2 separate regions of the Nomascus leucogenys genome follow, and region 2 is linked to region 1. Evidence: chromatin contacts called from public Hi-C data. All regions are on one chromosome and are shown on one strand. Each heading gives the region's core, a stretch centred on a gene start, on an enhancer-like site or on the middle of the called end of the contact. The rest is flanking DNA. Distances are from core to core; before and after follow the strand shown.

Region 1 (2,959 bases), core at 28-2,527:
TCCTGAAGAGCATCCCACCGAGACAGGCAAGAGCTGAGAAGAGAAGGAAGTAGAAGAAAGAGGAAAGGCACAGAAGAGTGGTAGGAACAGGAAAATGGGGAAGGACAGAGATGGGGAGTCAGAGGCTATGGCAAAAAGAGGCCCAGCAACTGGTCATCCCATAAGGAGAGCATTTCCTCACCCAGCACTAGGCCTGGCTAGGGATAACCTTCCTCATTCTTTTGACCTAGAACACTCTGCCTGGGCCTGCAGGCGAAGAAGGCAGGAGGTCCTGTTGAACTGGGACACTTGGCAGCCTGGGTTACCAAACCGCAAGCGCAGGAGAGGGAGTTCCCAAGCTGCTCAGAGACCTCTAGATGGCACCAGAGAGCCAGAGCTGAATGGGAGAAACCGAGTATTGGAGTGTGTGAGACACTGCGTGTGACACCGTGTGTGATTTGGTGAGTGTGATAGGGAGCGTGTGGCACTGCAAGGGCGTGTGACACAGGCCGTGACACTGGGCGGCCTCGCGGGGCAGGGACCCGGTGACTGTATACTGTAAGTCACTGGCAAATACGTGTGGCCGCAGCACTACGCCCCCCAGAGGGCAGGTGATCAGGAGACCCTCGAATAGCCTAAGCTCAGGAGCAGCACTTCGTCTTCACGCTTGTGTATCTTCCCCACCCTCACTCTAGAGCCCCCGGGTGCCATTAGCCTCCTCCTCCCACGGTCCCCTCCATAGCCCCACCCCCACGGCTTGCTGCGGCCACCGAGGCTGACCGCTCTGCGGCTTCGGCCGGAGGGGGAGGGGTGAACTTTCCCCGAGCGCAGCGGGAAGGGAGGGCCACACAGGGCGATCCGGGATCTGGGCGGGAAAAGGGTGGATATGGAGGAGCAGGTGCCCAGGCAAGAAGGCGCTTCCCTTGCCTCGACTTCCCAGCGGGCAGACAGAGCTAGGGACAGGTGTTTGAGTAGGGTAAGGAGGGGAATCCAGGAGCAGTCCTAGATGGAGGCTTGGGTGGGATAAGTGTAAGGTGAAGCGCAGAGGAGGGGACGGCCTGTGTACTGGGGCCTCGGGCGGTAAAGAGATGGCAAAGGGAGGGGTCCAGGCTTTGGGGAGCGGTGCTCGGGGTCCCCTCCCAGCCGGACCAGAGCGGTCCCGAGCTCCACCTCCCGGCCGGAGCGGGGGGGCGGGGAGGCGGGCGGGCCGGGAGGGAGGGGGGAGGGAGGGGGCGGGCCGGGCTGTGCGCTCCGCTCTCTGCTGGCTCCGCCGCCGCCGCCGCCGCCGCCTCACACACTCGGGGAGCGGGAGCGCGGCGCGGACGCAAAGCCGCCGGGCTGCTGCGCCCAGAGCCAGCCGGAGCCGGAGCCCGAACCGCAGCGCCAGCCCCAGCCGTGCGGAGCCGCAGCCCGGGCCGGGGCCGGCGGCGGCTCATGGACAGCGGGGCAGGCGGCCGGCGCTGCCCGGAGGCGGGTAAGGATCCGGCGGCGGTGGAGGCAGCAGCGGCTTGGGGCCCGAAGCGGTCACGGCCGGCGGGAGCTGAGGGAGGGGCGCTCGGCGGAGCGAGGCCGCGGGGGCCCAGCCCGAGCTCGGCGCCAGGGGGCTGAGGTGGGGGCGGCTGGGAGCCCAGAGCGGGGGATGCGGCCGAGGGATTCCGGCCTCCCAGGTCTGCGGCGAGAAGCCGAGGGAGGGGAGGGGGTGCTGAGCAGAACCCCAGTCCCCGCGTCCCGAACCTGGGCGCGCTCGGAGAGACGGAGATAGGGAGACTCCAGGAGCGCGCGGCGTGGAGGATGGGTTTGGGGAAGCGCGCGGCCCCCAGTTTGGTGGGGGTCTCCCGGAGGACGGAGCAAGCAAGGACCCTTGTCCACAACACATACATACACACTTGTTGGGCAACTAGCTCGGCTCACTCAGCCGCTTCCAGCTTCCAGCGGGCACCCAGAGGGCCAGACCGTGGACATATATACACATATACATACATCCGTACATATGTGCACACAGACATACCTCCCGCACACCAGCGCCCACTGGGGCACCGTCACCAGCTCAGAATCCGCTTCAGTGTCTGCACGATCAGCAGCACCGACACACAACCCGTGGCTTTACAGAGCAATAACACAACCGGGTGTGACACCCCGCGACGTGGACACACAAACACAATCTCGTGCCCTCATGTACGAGTGTCACAGCCACAGTTCACTACATGAACCCTCAAAACCTAGCCACCCCCCACATTCCTTTAAGGAACACACCCTAACATATATCTTCTTACCCACTTCTTGGCCAGAACATAGGTACACAGCACAGGTCTCCTTGCACCCCTCTACTGCACCCACACAAACACACAACCCAGTATCTCAGCACACGCTTGATGGCACACACCCTAACACAGGAAGTGGCACCTACAGCAGCGCCTCACGGTCACAAACACAGAATACACTGCTTCACCCATCTTAACACTGGGTGTCACACACACCTCAAACCAACAGTGTCACATTACATTACACCCTGCAGCGCATACACACAAACACACACACTCCGTTCCTCTCCCTCGGAGTCCAGATTCAGGCAGAAGAAGCCGCCGGGGTCGCTCGGCGAGCCCCAAGCGCCCCGCCACGTTAATCGCGACATTATTACTGTAAATATCGGCACAGCGGGAAGCCTGGGCCGGCCTGCCGGCTTCCCAGTCGGCGCCTCCCCAACCCCCACTCCCGGGCCGAACCGGCCGGTGTTCCGGGAACAAGCTGGACCTGGCTGGCCAAGCCATCCCGCCTCCCCGGAGCTCCGGGGCCCCAGGTTCCTTTGTAGAGGGTGCTAGCCCGGGACGGTGATTGCGACCCTCTTCCAGCCATTTAGCTGAGTTTTCTGAGCCATCTGGGTCTCCAGCACACCTGGGTCCCACACACCTTGGTGGGTCCCGCACACCTGGGTTCGTCTCACACCTGGGCGCCTCCTTCGCCTGGTCCCCGCTGTAGGCCA
Region 2 (3,346 bases), core at 342-2,841, 180 kb after region 1:
TTAAGAGACCCATTTTACAGAAGAGAAAACTGAGGCACAGAGAGACGAAATAATTTGATCAAGGTCACACAGCTAGCACATAGCAGACCCAGAATTTGAAGCCAGGCATTTGATTCCAAAGCTGTTTCTTTAACCATCATGGGAGATGGAAATTTCAGTTCTCCAATCACTCATGACTTCACTCTCTTAATCTCTGTGCCCTCCCAACAGGCAATTCTCTGGGCTTAGAATATTTTTCCTCCCATCCCTCACACATTCCTCACCCTCGATCTTTGTCTGGTTAAATTGCCCTCCTCTGGGAAGCCAAGTCGGGTGAAGTACCCCTCGTCTGTGCTCCCACAGTTGCCTGGGCTTGTTTTGTTACGGCTCTGTCCACCCTGTGGCCAGGCTGTTTATGGACCTAGTAAGGTCTCCCTTACTAGACATGAGCTCTCTGTGCAGAGACCAGATTTACCTGTCTCATAGCTGTATCCACAAAGTGAAGAACAGTGGCTGGTATGCTGGCAGTCAGTAATTATCAGTTGACTGATCAATGGGACAGAGCCTAAACGTAGACATTCTACCTCTAAGAGGCATGCACTTTTAAATCCACCCTCTAATAATCTCCTGGGTCTGTGCTCCACACCACTCTGCCTTCCCATAGCCACACTACTACCTACATAGTAGATAATAACAGATAATAACAGCTAGCATTCCCTGAGTGCTTACTGTGTGCCATGCACTCTCTCATTTAATCCCCCAACACATAATGAGATAAATATGATTATAATCTCCATTTTACAGATGAGAAAACTGAGGCTCTCTGAGGTTCAGCGAATCCCCCAGGGTCACAATGTGGTACTGGGATGCTGAACAAATAATTGCTGAATTGAACTGATAGCACTGGCATTACCCTGTGCCTGCCTTCTCCGTGTCCACGGATCTCAGCACAAAGCCTGGCGCAGAGTGGGTGTGCACTCACCAAGCGAGCAAAACCCAGTCCAGCCTGCGGCGGGAAAGGAGGCCTCCTCGCTCCTCTCTCCGCTCCCCCAGAGCTCCCTCTCCCCATTCATCTCCCCTTCACACCCTTAATAAAAGCCCTGAGATTGACCGATTGAAGGGTGTGATTTCCCTGGGAGAGAAGCATCATTTACATGGGAACATTCAAACAGGAACAGAATTCTTCCGCGAGGGCATGGGCATCAGAAGATAGCTGTGGATGGAGAGTTGCCGGGGGAGCGGGTGCCGAGGGATGGGGAGCGATCCTTTATTTATTTATTTCCCTCCAGGAGCCTTCACCTTTCATTAAAACACCCTCCGGATGTAGGTGCAATCAAACATTCATTAGACAAGCAAGTTACATTTTTAAAAAACTAACAACGCCCAAACACACACACACACACACACACACACACACACACACACACGCACGAACGCACGCACGCAGCAATAATCAATCTGCGAAATGAAACCGGTCTTTCGGGCGAGAAAAGCAGCCTGTGTTTGTCTGTACCGCGCTCCCCAAGCCCTGCGTCCCCCAGGCGAACAGCCGGCAGTGCCCCGAAGCCCGCTCCCCAACCCCAGCCAGCCGGCCCTGACACAAGGGGTCCTTCCGCGCAGGCCCTCCCACTCCTCTCCTCGGCAGGGTCTCCCCACAGGTCTGAAGCGCACAGAGAGTTCTCGCATCTGTTCGCAAACCCTGACTCGAGGCTCAGAGCTCAGCACTGGGGGTCATCCGCCCAGGGCAGCAGGCATTTTCCCAAAGCCCTGTGGTTGGGGGAACGGGGATACTGGGCGGTTGACCGGCGAGGCTGGCAGTCCTCCGCCCCTCAATCAGGACCGGCTTCCTGGAGGAGGGGACAGCGGCGAAGCCGGGAATGGGGACAAGGAAGTGGCTTGACAGATGGGGAGTGGGAGGCTCTTTCCAGCATATGGGGCCGCGTGGGCGGAAGGAGTCTGGGCCTGGCGGTGGGGAAGGGTGGGCACGGGGCTGCGGAGACGGTCCCCGGAGCGGGGACGCGCGCGGAGTGAGGGTGGGCGTGTGAACGGGACGGAGAGGGGAGGAGATAAGCCTCCCAAAGGTGGGGGCGGGGAGTGGGGGCGGCCTTGGATGCGCTCACCCGGGAGCCTGCGGAAGGCGCAGCACGCCGAGCGCCTTGCACAAGGGCGCCCCCTGATGGCGCCTCACGCGGCAGACACGGTTTCCATTTTCTTTTGACATCAGTGTAACAAAATCCTCAATTGAGCGCTTCCTAGAAGCCTGGCGCTGGGCTGAGATCTCCTTTGGAAGCCACTACCGTGCCCATTTTACAGCTACGAGAACGGAAGCTCAGCGAGGTCATACAGCAAGAGCCAGGATTCCAATCCATGCATTCATTTACTCAACAGTTCTTAAGAAGTCCCTCTTGTAGGCTGGGGGCTGGAGGTACTGCAATACACAGGTGAACAGGTTCCTGGCCTTGCGGGGCTTATAGTCTAGGTGAGGAAACAGCATACAAGTAAACAAATAAATGAGCAAAATAATTTCAGTGCTGCGGAGGAAATAAACCAGGGTGTGGAGCTAGGCAGCAACTGTGCTCCCTCGGTTTCCCCCAGCCTGCCTCCCGCTCACTGCTCCCTGGGGGACTGGGATTTGTCAGCCTTGGCTTCAAGGCAGGCAGCAAAGGAAGGTGGCTCTGGGGGTGGAACGAAGTGGGGGAGTGCAGATTCCCAAGGCCGAAAGCCGCTGTCATCTGGGTCCCGGCCACCCCTTCACATGTACTCCGGCTAGCACCTGCAGCCCTAGGCGTTCCCACCGTGGCCAAGCAGCTGAATTATTTCCTCATCTCAACCCGATGAGTTTTTAATCTTTCTTCATACGGCAGCCTGGCTGCCTGCGCTGGGATTATTACGGAGTTCTCTGCACATCGATCCTGCCTCCCCTGGCCGCTCTGACCAAGTGAGGCTCTGAGATGGCGGCGGGAGGGGTCTTGGCTCTGGAAAGATTTAGGGGAGTGCCAGTGCTTGCTGTGGGCTGGGGACTACAGCACTCAGGTGTCAGATGCCCAGGATTTCAGGGGCACTGCCCTCAAAGCTGGGCTGAGCCAGGGTGGAGGAGTATGGGTATGAAGAGGCAAAGTTTACAATTTGAGCTCAGGAGATGGGGCTGTTTCAGCAGTACCAGGCTATTGTTTATTTGGGCAGCTTTGCAATTCGAAGGAGAAAGATGAAAGGAGGGAGGAGAGGCTAAGATTTCCTGGGACAAGGGCAGAAGGTAGGGAGAAATGGGTTCTAGTCCCAGTTTTGCTACTTACTAGCATGTAAGTGCCCTCAAATGACTCATCTGTAAAATGGGAGTGATTGCAGTGTGTGTTCCATGAGGTAGCAT

The links. A called contact is a pair of places that touch in the nucleus more often than the background predicts.
Region 2: a contact with region 1 is called in a Hi-C map of an unstated tissue, with 2.9 times the contacts expected there. The contact joins the enhancer-like site here to the promoter of PCDH1 in region 1. A contact is called at or near these places in 2 of 4 Hi-C or Micro-C datasets (a lymphoblastoid cell line and an unstated tissue).

What each region holds. Positions count from the first base shown.
Region 1 is chr2:36,833,746-36,836,704 of Asia_NLE_v1, forward strand. It overlaps PCDH1 (protocadherin-1), which reads left to right and starts at 1,278. Exons shown (of 5, transcript XM_030827336.1): 1 at 1,278-1,453. The coding sequence starts at 1,414.
Region 2 is chr2:37,009,365-37,012,710 of Asia_NLE_v1, forward strand. No RefSeq gene overlaps it. Among named protein-coding and RNA genes, the nearest start is that of ARAP3, 23 kb to the right of the region's middle. Within about 2 kb of position 1,592, the one cell type or tissue checked has an H3K27ac peak away from gene starts, as active enhancers do. A contact at or near this core is called in a lymphoblastoid cell line, where this site is marked.